Linked DNA regions of Mus musculus: region 1 is linked to region 2. Evidence: chromatin contacts called from public promoter capture Hi-C data. All regions are on one chromosome and are shown on one strand. The core of a region is the stretch at or near the end of the contact, and the rest is flanking DNA. Distances in the headings are between cores, read along the strand shown. Region 1 holds the start of Mrpl16 (mitochondrial ribosomal protein L16). Region 2 holds the start of Asrgl1 (asparaginase like 1).

Region 1 (6,170 bases), core at 860-3,359, 2.6 Mb before region 2:
CCTCCCATGAATATCAACCAAACGTGGCATATCAAGTTGCAGTAAGACTAGGCACCTTCTGTCGTATTAAGACTGGATGGGGCAACCCAAGATGAAGAAAAGGGTCCCAAAAACTGTCAAAAGAGTCAGAGACAGCCCCGTTAGGAGTCCCACATGAAGACTTCGCTATACACCCACAACATGTACGCAGAGGGTTGAGACAGTCTTATGGATGTCATGTGATCACTGTGTAACCTCGAACCTGCAGGAAGTGCTGGACTGAGTGGTGGCAACCTTTATATTTCTTTAGGGCTTCAACACTAAACAGACAAATGGGGGAAATACAAAGTGAAGTATTAGAAATTGAAAACAAGGGGCCCACAAGATGTCCCAACCGGTAAAAAGCACTGCTTGCCCATCTGGGTTGGAGCCTTAGGGCCCACGTGGTAGAAGGAGAGAACTGACTCCCAAAAGTAGTCACAGACCTCCAGATATATGCCTTGACACATACGCACCCACACAAGTGCATGCATACAAAATAAATAAAAGGCAATTAAAAATAAAAAGAATTGAAAACAGGAGCATACATAATTTTCAGCTAGGCCAAGAAACATAATTGGGCAAGTGGTATTCTAATCTCTACTTTAAAGAAGAGGAACTTCAGTTAAAACATCAAAGCCAGAAGCATGCTCTTAAAAACCAAAACCAAAAACAAAACAAAACTCACTGCTCCTCTAGATTGCAAAAATACCATTAAAACAAAACAAACAAACGAAAAAAAAAAAAACCTTCTGTTGTATTTTTCTTGGTAAACTTACAAAGTAGGATTTTTCTTGTCACTATCCTCTATATGACATCCTGGGGAAAACAACTGTGACTCAAAAAAAAAATTAAATATGAGAAAGAATGGCTCCATGATAGAATAAACAAAACAGGAAGCCTCAAAGGGCCATCAGATCATTAATGGAATAATAAAGTTGCTGTTCCAAGTTACAAAAACTACTCTCCCTTCACTGACTTCTATGGGCAGCTACTGTGAGACCTGGTAATACGTTCTTACATCTGCAAGTTAGTATGCACTTCTAAGCACACACAGCACCTTATTTATCAAAAATGTTAGGAGTGTTTTGTCTGCATGTATTAATGTGCAGAAGAGGATGTAGGAACCCCTGAAGCTGGAGTCCCAGATGGTTATGAACAATCTTGTGGGTTCTGAGAATTGAACCTGGGTTCTCTGCAAGAGCAACAAGTGTTATTAACTGCTGAGCCATTGCTCCAGCCCACACAGTAGTTTAACAGTTATGTGCCGAAGACCCTCAGATGTCTAGGCCATTTGCAGTTTTGGAGATTTTAGTACATTAAAAAGTTAGATGTACAGGACTGCAGAGCACCTGGCTACTATTGCTAAGTGTCTGCATATCTGTACTATTATTTAGAAGATAAAAAAATCTGATATATGCCCAGTTAGTGCTGACTGGGTAGATCATGGGCCACACATCAGTGGTAGGATGCCTGGGAACTAGCCCAATAGTTATCTGCTTTGCAACATCGAGGGACTTCGCTGCAGTTTGCCTTCCTTACATATATCTGTTGAATCACTCAACGGAGGGAGGAAGCACAAACACACCTTCGATGCCTTTTCTCAGAGAAAAATAAGTGGAAATGACAGGTACTCACTTTCAAAAGTTGGAACTGGGAGGAGCGTCTTCAGACCAGCACTGGTGGGAAGGGCTGCCCAAGAATCTACAATGACAAATCAAACCATTACTGTTACACTCTGATCACTCCTGACAGAGGTGTCTAGAAGCACGGGGGTACGAGTTCCACTAAATGGGCTTCCAAGGAAGCAACTAGGCTCACGGAGCACCGTCTCCCGCACATGACCAGGACCCAGGCCTCCGCATAGTGGAGGTGGAAGAAGTAAGGAAAGCGCAGGACCTATCGCAGTAAGCATAGACTTTGGAATGTGGGGAGGAAGATCGGGGAAATGCCTTTTTAAAAGATGAAACAGGTTTCTGACCTGAAAAGTGCATCCGCAGGAGCGGCGCGGGGACGCGCGTCAACAGCCTCCACATGGCCACGCGTGTGCTGCCGGGTCAGGTTTCTCTCAACTACAACAGTGGCTTTTCCCAGTTCAGAGCTTTGCCGGCCCGCGGACACAAGACAGGAAGTGACGTCATCCTGTCCCACCTTTTATAGAGTCCTGACGGAAGTAGAGGAAACTTCCAGCACCTGGTTCTGGAGCAGGTTATCTGCGGGTTAAAGGTCCCACAGGCCAAGCCACGCCCGAGGTGTTTCAAGTTTCCGCGAGGGTCTTCTCAGTTTTTTTCTGTTTAGTGACAGCTCTGGGTTTTCTCCTTGGTGTAGAAAGCTGCGAAAGCCCGAGGTTTTGTAAGAAGTTGTTCCCTTAACTTTCCGTACATTTATGTCTCTTCTCTAGGGACATAGAAAGATGCTATTGATTTGTCATTGGCTTATTTACTGTGCGCTTGCTGAGTTTGGTCTTGACAAATCTATCAAAAGAGCTGTAGCTGGAGTTTTCAAGGTAAAAGCACTGGCTTGGGCATTCCCAACCGGCTGGGTTCGATCACCTGTCCTTTTACTTTTATAATTAAAAAAAAAAAAGATTTATTTATTTATTATATATAAGTACACTGTAGCTGTCCTCAGACACACCAGAAGAGGGCATCAGATCTCATTACAGATGGTTGTGAGCTACCATGTGGTTTCTGGGATTTGAACTCAAAACCTCTGGAAGAGCAGTCAGTGCTCTTAACCGCTGAGCCATCTCTGCAGTCCCACCTGTCCTTAATATGCTAATTAAAAGAAAGTAACCTCGAAAAGCCATTAATTTAAGGTAGCTTCATTTGAAATAATAAATGATGGACTCCAATGACCATTCAAGATCATTTTCATGGCCCTGATATGAGCTTTAAGCTATTTATTTATTTATTTATTTATTTGAGACAAAATCTCTATGTAGTTCTGGCTGTTCTAGAACTCACTATGTAGATAGGCTGGCCTCGAACTCACAGAGATCTGTCTGCCTCAGCCTACACAGTGTGGGATTAAAGGCATGTACCACCACACCTGGCACCTTTAAGTTTAACTAGTGGACAAACTGGGGCATCGAGTGGGGAGTCCGCTAAAAAGTATGCATAATTAAGCAGTCCTGGTCTAGGCTGATCATTGCTTCAGTTTTGGTTTGGTATGGTGGTCATCTCAAGCTGGCATAGATTAACAGGATTAATTTGTTTCTATAAATGATCAGTTTGGTTTCAAGATTTAGCCTTGTCTTCACAGAAGAGGGGTAATGTTCTGTCTTCAAAGTTTTTCCTTTAAGAAATCCAAGAGAAGGAGCTGGAGGGATGGCTGGGTCGTTAAGGGGATTGGCTGCTCTAGTGAATGGACCACACCATAATTTAATAAGGAAGGGAAATGAAATAATGTATAATTATCCTTTTGGAAATGTTGGACATATAATTTTTCCTGAGGCTGGAGCTTTGTAGTGATTAGAACAAGAGGATTTGTATCTAAGCTTTTAGGAGACAGATGAAATTAGCAAATGAGACTGATGTCTGTTGTGTTTAAATCATGTTAAATCTGTGTGCTCTTAAGAATTAATTTCACAAGCAGTAAGTACAGCCTTCAATGCTTGTGGATAAGATATACTGGGGAAATTGCTTACAAATCTATTCACCTGTGCAATACATCTGCTTCCCAAGTATTAAGAGACTCTACAAATCCACCCCAGGACACAATTTAACTTGTTTATTGATATTCCTCCTTCTGCGCTGGCAAAAGGCCACATTTTGAAAGACCTGAGAGTGGTCAGAACTCCAAGTCCCCTCTTTTTAAAAGAGATGTAATCCATTCCACGACAGGTGCCACCCATGCCAGGAAGGTCAACAAAGGTGTGATAAGAGGCAAGCATCTTGGTTGGGAGGAGTGTAAAAATGAAGAAATGAAGAACCTCCTCCTTCCTGTCTTATCTTCACTATTATCTCTCTACTTAAAATAGCACTGAGCCGAGGGACAGTTTCCACTAAGGTTAATTCAGTGTTGTATTATGTAGTATTGGGCATTTAGATTTTGAAATTATGTTCTTTGTAACTATAAGGGACAATTTAAAAAGATATTTGCATATAAACAAGACATTTACATCTATGTGCAGGTGCCCACACTGGCCAGAAGAGGGAGCTGTAGTTGCTGCGCAGATGCTTGTAAACTGCCCGTACAGGTCCTCTGAAAGAACAGCTCTTAACAGTTGATTCATCTCTCTAGTCACTAGCAGTTGCCATTCTTAAGTGGGAGAGTAATGAAGAAACACAATAGCAGCAAGAAATAGCAAAATATCAGCCCAACCCTTTCTAGATAAAGGTAGTGAACAAAAGCTGGGTGAAATAGTTGATTAAAGTTGATGTGTGATAACATCTTCCAGTCTAATGGATTATAAATCACATAGTGGTGATATGTCAGTTTTCATTTCTTCATTGATGAGTGATATCTAGCTTTCCCTCATGCTTTTGATTTCAATGTTTGTGATTTGCTTGTATGTATGCTAGTTTGTTTTTTATATGCACTTGTTCATGTTTCTCTTATCAATTCAAAACTGTTTGTTATGTCTCATAGGCAGATTCCCGGTTTTAATTTGTGTGTGTGTGCTGAAACTAGAAAGGGGACCAATAGGAGGAGAAGTCTTAAGAGAGAGAGTTGGGGAAGGAGGAAAGAGAAGAACAAGGGATAGCAGAATACATGTGACATGAAAGGATGAGAGGGAAATGGAAAGGTACCAGCAGAGGATGGGGCAGGGAGAGGATCAAGAAGAAAATGTTTGTGAATGCCTCATAACAAAGCCCATTCCTATGTATACGAATTTAAAAAGAATGCGTATTTTAAAGCCTGTGTTATGTGTTGAATTTCCTAACTACTGCCTAGTTTTATAGATTGAAACCATCTTTCCCACTCTGCAGACTTGCCTTTTCTGTGTCTCCACTGGAAGGAGTAGAAGGTTTCATCTATTTGGTTCCAGTTTTGTTTGTTTCCTTCCTTTCTTCCTTCCTTCCTTCCTTCCTTCCTTCCTTCCTTCCTTCCTTCCTTCCTTCCTTCCTTCCTTTCTTTCTTTCTTTCTTTCTTTCTTTCTTTCTTTCTTTCTTTCTTTTCTTCTTTCTTTTTTTTTTTCTTTTTGTTTTTTTTTTTGAGACAGGGTTTCTCTGTGTAGCCCTGGCTGTCCTGGAACTCACTCTGTAGACCAGGCTGGCCTCGAATTCAGAAATCCGCCTGCCTCAGCCTCCCAAGTGCTGGGATTAAAGGCGTGCGCCACCACCGCCCAGTGGTTCCAGTTTCTTAAGAGGGTGTTGTACATAGGTCACTTACATGCCTAATCAAAGTCACATACAACTGTGTACACTTCTTTTTTTTTGCCATAGGCATAGAAGTTTAATCCATTTCTCATACAAGGAGGCAACAGCAAGTAGTAGAAGGGTGATCATGTATTGTGGCTTCAAGGGACCTCATGCACAAGGCAGCAGATGACCGGCCCTAGAACCTGCCCACCCACCCCCACAAGCTACTACAGTGGCTCCGGTGAATTGAGTCCTGAAAAGATACTTCCCAGCAAATGCACCCATAGTGAGGAAAGTAAGGGGTTCTCCTGCCCACTCTCAACCAGATAGAGCAGTGCAAGGTGGTGAAGCCTCTGGAAGAACAGTTTTATATCGTTTCTATGACAACACACTTCCTTTGGGCAGTACTTAATGCAGATTCTGCTCTCGAGGAGCAAGGCTCCTGTAGTGGGTCTTCCTCACTCTGCTGCTGTAGTGGAGTGGACACTGGGCCCTCTGCAGGGCCAGCAGCTCAGTCGTCAGCCTAGCAGACATATCCACACTGACCAAGTACAAGGTTTACTTGCTAAAAAGGAAGGCTTAGCTAGTTTCAGTTCCTCATGAAGTGTTATTTCCTGTTGAAAAGCAAAGAACTAAGCCAACCCTCTATAAAATTGCCAGTCCTTAACCGAGGCCTCAGTTACGGGATAAAGGTCTCTCTCTCTCTCTTCAGTGCTCCTCTCCAGGGGTTCTGGGTTCTACTTGACACCCACAGGCTTCCACAGATGGCTAAGAAGCATGGCCTATATGGATCAACCACCCACATACTCAGTACAGTCAAGGGCAAAGGACAGAAAGTTGTGAGCA
Region 2 (6,278 bases), core at 3,607-6,106:
AGCTATGAGTGTCTCCTGGTTTCAAAGGCGACCTGTCAGGATTTGCCACCAAAGGATTTAGATTTAATAAGGCTTACAAGTTAGAATTTTAGTTGTTATGCCCAGCTATTGAGCTACTGTTGTTTTGGGGGGGAAAGAGAGAAAAAAAGAGTTGCCTTAGTCATGGTATCTGTTCACAGCAGTAAAACCCTAACTAAGGCAGTTTATACAGGTGGAAATCCATAATGAGGTCATAAGTGAGAAAGGGAGAACTACAGGGTGGTTGGCCTATTTCCAAGTTTTTCTACTAGTTTAGACATAACAGTTTAAGCTGCCCTCTATCTTGCTTGGCTGTGAGTGATGGCTATGGTTGGGGAATTTCCAAGAAGAAGAAAAAGAAGAGGAGGAGAAAGAGAAAGAGAAGAAGACCTCAGAATATATGGTCAACTTGACCTTGCTCTGAGCCAAACTATTTTTCTATGTCTATAGTCAAGCTGCTTTTCTGTTGCCAATATGGGTTGTCTGACAGGCATGAAACAGAAGAGTTAAAGCTAAGCTAGCAGGCTTTATCAATTACGATTATTATTATTTTGGTATTTTATACCTTACTCTTAATAGCCATAATGGCTTTCTGTACCCATTCAAAGAAAGAATGGATTGAGAAGATAGTAGAAGAAAAATTACAGAGACTTATAAGTGAAAATAAAAAAAAAATACTCAGACACAGATGGAGAAACTTAGACAAGCCTTAGAAAGACCTAAGAAATATACTCAGACACAGACAGAGGAATTTAAACAAGAGCCTACCATGCCACTGAATAATGAAACTGAAAAGGGTCCGCCCAAGATTGTTAGAAAACCAGCCTTAGTTTATTCAGGAGATGATAGGTACTTCCAAGGTTATAATAAAATTAAATGTAATCCTATAGACATACTAGATTTGTAGAGATTTAAGGAAGCAGACCTTTCCTATGGAATTCATTCATCCTATGTGAAGCAAATATTAAATTCATGGACAACTGAGAACAGAATTATCCCCCAAGACTGGAAAGATTTGACAATAGCAATATTGAAAGCTTGTCCTCAGTTATAATGGTGAATGGGGTGAAAAGAGGATGCCAGGGTCATTGAGCCACAAAATCGGGTCTAAGGTATTAATATTTCCCAGGATCATTTGATAGGTAAAGGTCAATATGCTGAGCTACAAAGCCAGCTTGAATTTGATGATCATATCTTGGCATCTTAGTTAGGGTTTTACTGCTGTGAACCATTGCAAGTCTTATAAGAACAACATTTAATTGGGGCAGCTTACAGATTCAGCATTTCAGTCCATTATCATTAAGGCGGGAGCATGGCAGCATCTAGGCAGACACAGTGCAGGAGGAACTAAAAGTTCTACATCTTCATCTGAAGGCTGCTAGCAGAATACTCCCTTCCAGGCAGCTAGGGTGAGGGCTTATAGCAGACACAGTGACATACCTACTCCAACAGGGTCACACCTTCTAATCGTGCCACTGCTTTGGCTGAGCATATACAAACCATCACACTTGGCGTTATGTTGTTTAGCAGCTTTAAATGCTTGGGATAAAGTTGAAGAATCAGGAAAGAGATATTAGTCATTTACTAGAATTATGCAAGGCCCAAAAGAAACTCTCAATGGTTTTTTTGCAAAGATTGATTTCAGCAGTAAATAGATTAATATCAGAATCAGAAGTTAGAAAAATACTGATTGGAACTTTGGCTTTTGAAAATGCTACTTCAGAATGAAAAAGAGAGATTAAACCTTTAAAGGAAAGAGCAGTACCAATATAGGAATGGGTTAGAAATACAGCTGATACTGGATCTCAAGTTTATGATGCTAATCTGATAAGAGAAGTAATTTCTAAGTTTTATGAAAAATAAAAATGGCAGATGTTTTAGTTATCATAAGCAGGGTCGTTTGAAAAGGAATTGTAGGCAAAGCATTCCTAGAAACAATGTGGTTTTGGGGGTTTTTTTGGGGGGGTGGGTTTTGGGTTTTGGGTTTTTATTTTTGGCTCTTTTAGGAATAATCCAAAAAGAAGGTCTCAACCTTCAGGAGTATATAGAAATTGTGGCAAAGGCCAGCACTGGACTAACAAATGCAGATCAACAAGGGATAAGCAAAGTAACCCTTGGCCATCAAGGACATGCACAAGAGGGCCTCTCGAAGACCCTGATATAAAATTTGATTTAATCATTCCCTCTCAGCATCAGAGAAACTCAGCCACAGAGCAATTAAAAGATTTAATGCCTATTGTTTAAAACAACACTTCTCTGGGTAATCAAGGTCAAAACACCTTTAGTGGCTAAAACAAAAAATTCAGGAGAGATCAAAAGCAAGTGTTTTGGCAAACTACTATAAATGATCAGAGACCTAAGCTGAAAATACAAATAAATGGCATTGAAATTGAAGGCTTAGTAGACATGGGAGCAGATGTATCAATAATTTCACCAAAATCTTGACATCCAGATTGGCCTTTTCAGGGGGTAAATGTTAGAACTTTATCTCAGGTGAAACAAAGATGGATGGAGTGTATAGGGCCAGAAGGATAAATAGATAAATTAAAGTCATGTGTGGCTACTATAGCCAAGAATTTATAAAAGTGTGATTTACTGAAGCAATGGAAAACACAGATTAACATTCCTCCAAACTCAGAAATAAACCATAAAATAAAGAATGCTTCTGAGAAGAGTATTGTAAAATATTATCAAGAACAGTCACAGTCTGTCCAGGTTGTCAATAAGCAGGACAGGAATATAAGAATTACAATGATTCAAATTTTTAAAGCGGCTTGGGAAAGACAGGCTGAAATTCAAAATGAAAGTCTTCTATGGTCTAAAAATAAATACATGTAAACTTTGAATATATATAGAGGGAGTAGGAGAAATAGGTGTATTTATCCATTAAGGTATATTTAGTTTCAAGTTTTCAAAAGAATTTCTTATTTCAATTGAAATGTATTTTTTTCTATTACCAGAAAGCATTTTACCCTAGAAAAGATATAACCTGCAAAAAAAAAAAAAAAAAAAAAAAAAAGGAAGGGAGAAAGTCCAGGCCTGTCCTCTCTCCTGCTCAGTCATTGGCTGGTCAACTCTTATTGACAAATCAGAGACTAAATGGGGAGCAATGCTTATGCAACACTGAAGCAGAAGATACTTAGAATAAGCATTACAATGCCCTGTCTGGATTGCAACTAGATATGGGGACAGAGAAATCAGCTTTTGAATAATAGAAGGATAATCTTTACACGGTATACAATAAAAATTATGCCTACAAGGTTCAACTACATAGTAAGTTTGAGGCCAGAGTGTAATGTATGAGACCATCTCAATTTCTTTTTAACTAGAGCAAATTCAAACTCCTCTCTATAGCAGAGCCACTCTTAGAGCCTCACATTCTGATGTAAAGTCTCTCGAAGAAAGAGAAAGGGGTGAAGATATCACTAGTGGGAAAGCATAGAATACTGTGGAAGGAGGTGGACAGGCAACCAAGACTGGGTAATACCAGACCTGATGCTCTGGTTTCCAGAATCAAAGGCTGGTCCCTTCTCCAACATCTCTTTTGCATATGATCTTTCTTCAAGCAGAAATCTCTAATTATGTAGCAAATAAACACAATAAATGAAACCCACCCCAATGAGGACAAGACAAATCTACTCAAACCTTGCTAATGCAAAGGAACCAACCAGCCACTGGTTTTGGTAGAGACTCAGAAGCAGGCAAACGGGTAGGAAAGGGCTCTATGGGGAAACAGGCTGTGTCCTGTTTGGATGCTCTTGGCCTAGGGAAGCTAGGGATAGACTAACTAGAAAAGATGGCCCTTTGTGATGGTTAGGGGAATCAGATACAACTTTTCTCTAGTTGGTGGTAAGATGGAAACAAGAAAAAATATTAGGAAAATTGGCACTTACCCACCGGGTCCTGACCATTTGAAGCCATCTTTATTGAGGTTTATTGAGGTCTACAGAAGTAATGGTTGGGAAGTCTTACACAAGGTCAGCCCTTTTCATTAACATATGAGCCTGGGTTGCCCCACCTTAAAGAGAGAAGGACTTGCAAAATGAAAGTCTATCTTTGACACCAACTCATCTAGCCAATAAACAGTACAAAGCGATTGATAACGAAAATAAAATATTGCTTCAGTAAATTTAAAATTAGAAAACAAAGGTTGTGAGAAAAAAACAAACTCATAATTCAAGTAAAATTGCTTTACATAATAAAGCAGGGCATTCTTCCTAGGTGTCACTGCTACAGAAACCTGTAGATGTCACTGGCATCTGTTCTCCCTCTTTGACTATCAGAACAAAACTAGACTCTAGGATCCCTTTGGTGAATACGAAGTGTTTGGTCTTCTACCCCTGCCGCCACAACTGCTGGAAGCAAGGAAAGAAGAAATGTCAACAAAAAGAGGGCACTGAGAGATGAAAGGATTTAGAGCTGGCATCCCTAGACTTAGAGGAGGAGAGGAGCTGGGATTTCTGGGCTCTCAGAGTGTCTAATGAACAGAATCTGTCAAATTAGAGGCAGAGGTATACTTTATTTTCTTCTCTTCCGAAAGATTAAGATGGGGAACTTAAAGGGAAAAGGTTTTAATGTAGCATTCTAACTAGCAAGACTTAAGAGCATGCGATAATTTCAAGGCAAAGGAGACAAAGGGTCCCGCGTGCTACTAGGGAAGTAGAAAAGCAATGTTATTCTAGATCTGGAGTCCCGGAAGGCTGGTGCGCAGCGCTAGGGACCCCGGGGCTTTACGGTAACTCAGCAGCGCCCCGGGCCCCCACCCTCGTGCGCAAGCGCGGAACCGTTGCCTGCAGAGCGGTTGCAGGCGGAGCGGTTTGCTGCCTGGTGGCTTGGCCAGTTTGACATCATGGCGTGCGCCCGCGGCACCGTGGCGCCGCCAGTCCGAGGTATGGGAAAAGAAACAAGAACAAAAATGTAGGATTTACCAGAGACGAGGAGCTCAGGTCCGAAGGACGTGGGGAAGTCCAGTCCTCAGGGTACCCCGGACCCTAGGTGGAGTGAACTGGAACAGAGAGCACGGACCCCGGGAAACTGAGGCACAGAGAGATTCCTGGGAGGAGGGCTGGAGCTCTGATACATGCGACCTCAGTACTGGCGCCGAAATAGAGGCTGGTGTTCTCTGGGGAAACTGAGGCTGAGGGGTAGCGCTGTGGCACAAGCGCAGGCTCGGAGTCTTGACACCAGGCTTTCTGAGCCACAGATGCCCCTGCCAGGTCGGAGTGGGAGAGCATGGGGAGGAATGCTGGGAGGCTTGGGTCGCTTTGGGGTTTTGTAACAAAACTCTCACTGAGCGGGGGGGGGGGGGGGGGGGGGACGGACGACACTGAACGGAAACAACTTTGACGCTGCTGCTCACTTGAGTTGGTTCCCTTGGACCGGTACAAAATGACACTCGCCTCTTCCTGATGCCTAGCCTCCATCGATGTGAGTCTCGTGGTGGTAGTCCATGGTGGCGGAGCAAGCAACATCTCAGCCAACCGGAAAGAGCTGGTGCGCGAGGGCATCGCCAGAGCGGCAACCGAGGGCTACAAAATCCTCAAGGCGGGAGGGAGCGCGGTAGATGCTGTGGAAGGAGCCGTGACTGTCCTGGAAAACGACCCAGAGTTCAACGCAGGTAAATTATGCTTGCCAGGTGAATAATGCCAAATCGGAGCAAGTTCCTGTCCACACCGACGCGGTATCCTTCAGTCTGACTGGCTTTGTGGTCAAATAATACTCTAGAGCAAGATGCAGTGCTGAATTTCCTCATTTTGCACTAAGCAACTTGTTTTGAGAATTTTTTTTAAGTCTGTTAATTCGCCTTTTATATAGCCTGCCCCCTAAGAATTCAATACTAAAAGCCAGGCATCTTGTTGGAGAGCCCTCCATAGCCTGAAACCATCTTCAAGCCTCAGCCTTCCAAGTGCTGGCTTTACAGGTGTAGACTTTTGGTATTTGTGGGTCTTGAGGTAGACTCTACATACCATAAAATGTAGCCATTTCGGCTTTGAGACCTGTGTGTACATTCCCTCCCTCTACCCCTCTGCATCTGTGTGTTTTCTCTGCCTCCCCCAAATTAAGCTCAAAAATCTTGAAACAGATGCTGGGAGAATCTTTTATTATAATATCCGGTCCCTGCTAAACAGTAAAGTCACTAATCATCTTCTGACTAGAAAATTGACTCTGGATAGGTCTCTAGGTGGAGACTGATCATTTTACAGACCAAGCCCTAAGTGGGAATTTGAGATTTACAGCCCCTCTCATCTTCTAGAAAAGAA

The links. Promoter capture Hi-C pulls out the DNA fragments that hold promoters and counts their contacts.
Region 1: a contact with region 2 is called in a promoter capture Hi-C map of hippocampal neurons, with 4 times the contacts expected there. A contact is called at or near these places in 3 of 39 promoter capture datasets (hippocampal neurons, liver and maxillary cranial neural crest).

What each region holds. Positions count from the first base shown.
Region 1 is chr19:11,766,354-11,772,523 of GRCm38.p6, reverse strand. Mrpl16 (mitochondrial ribosomal protein L16) reads right to left here and starts at 2,109. Exons shown (of 4, transcript NM_025606.3): 1 at 2,000-2,109; 2 at 1,657-1,722. The coding sequence starts at 2,054. It overlaps Gm46655 (a long non-coding RNA gene), which reads left to right and starts at 5,238. Exons shown (of 3, transcript XR_001782678.2): 1 at 5,238-6,170.
Region 2 is chr19:9,134,144-9,140,421 of GRCm38.p6, reverse strand. Asrgl1 (asparaginase like 1) reads left to right here and starts at 4,856. Exons shown (of 7, transcript NM_025610.3): 1 at 4,856-4,907; 2 at 5,435-5,635. The coding sequence starts at 4,868.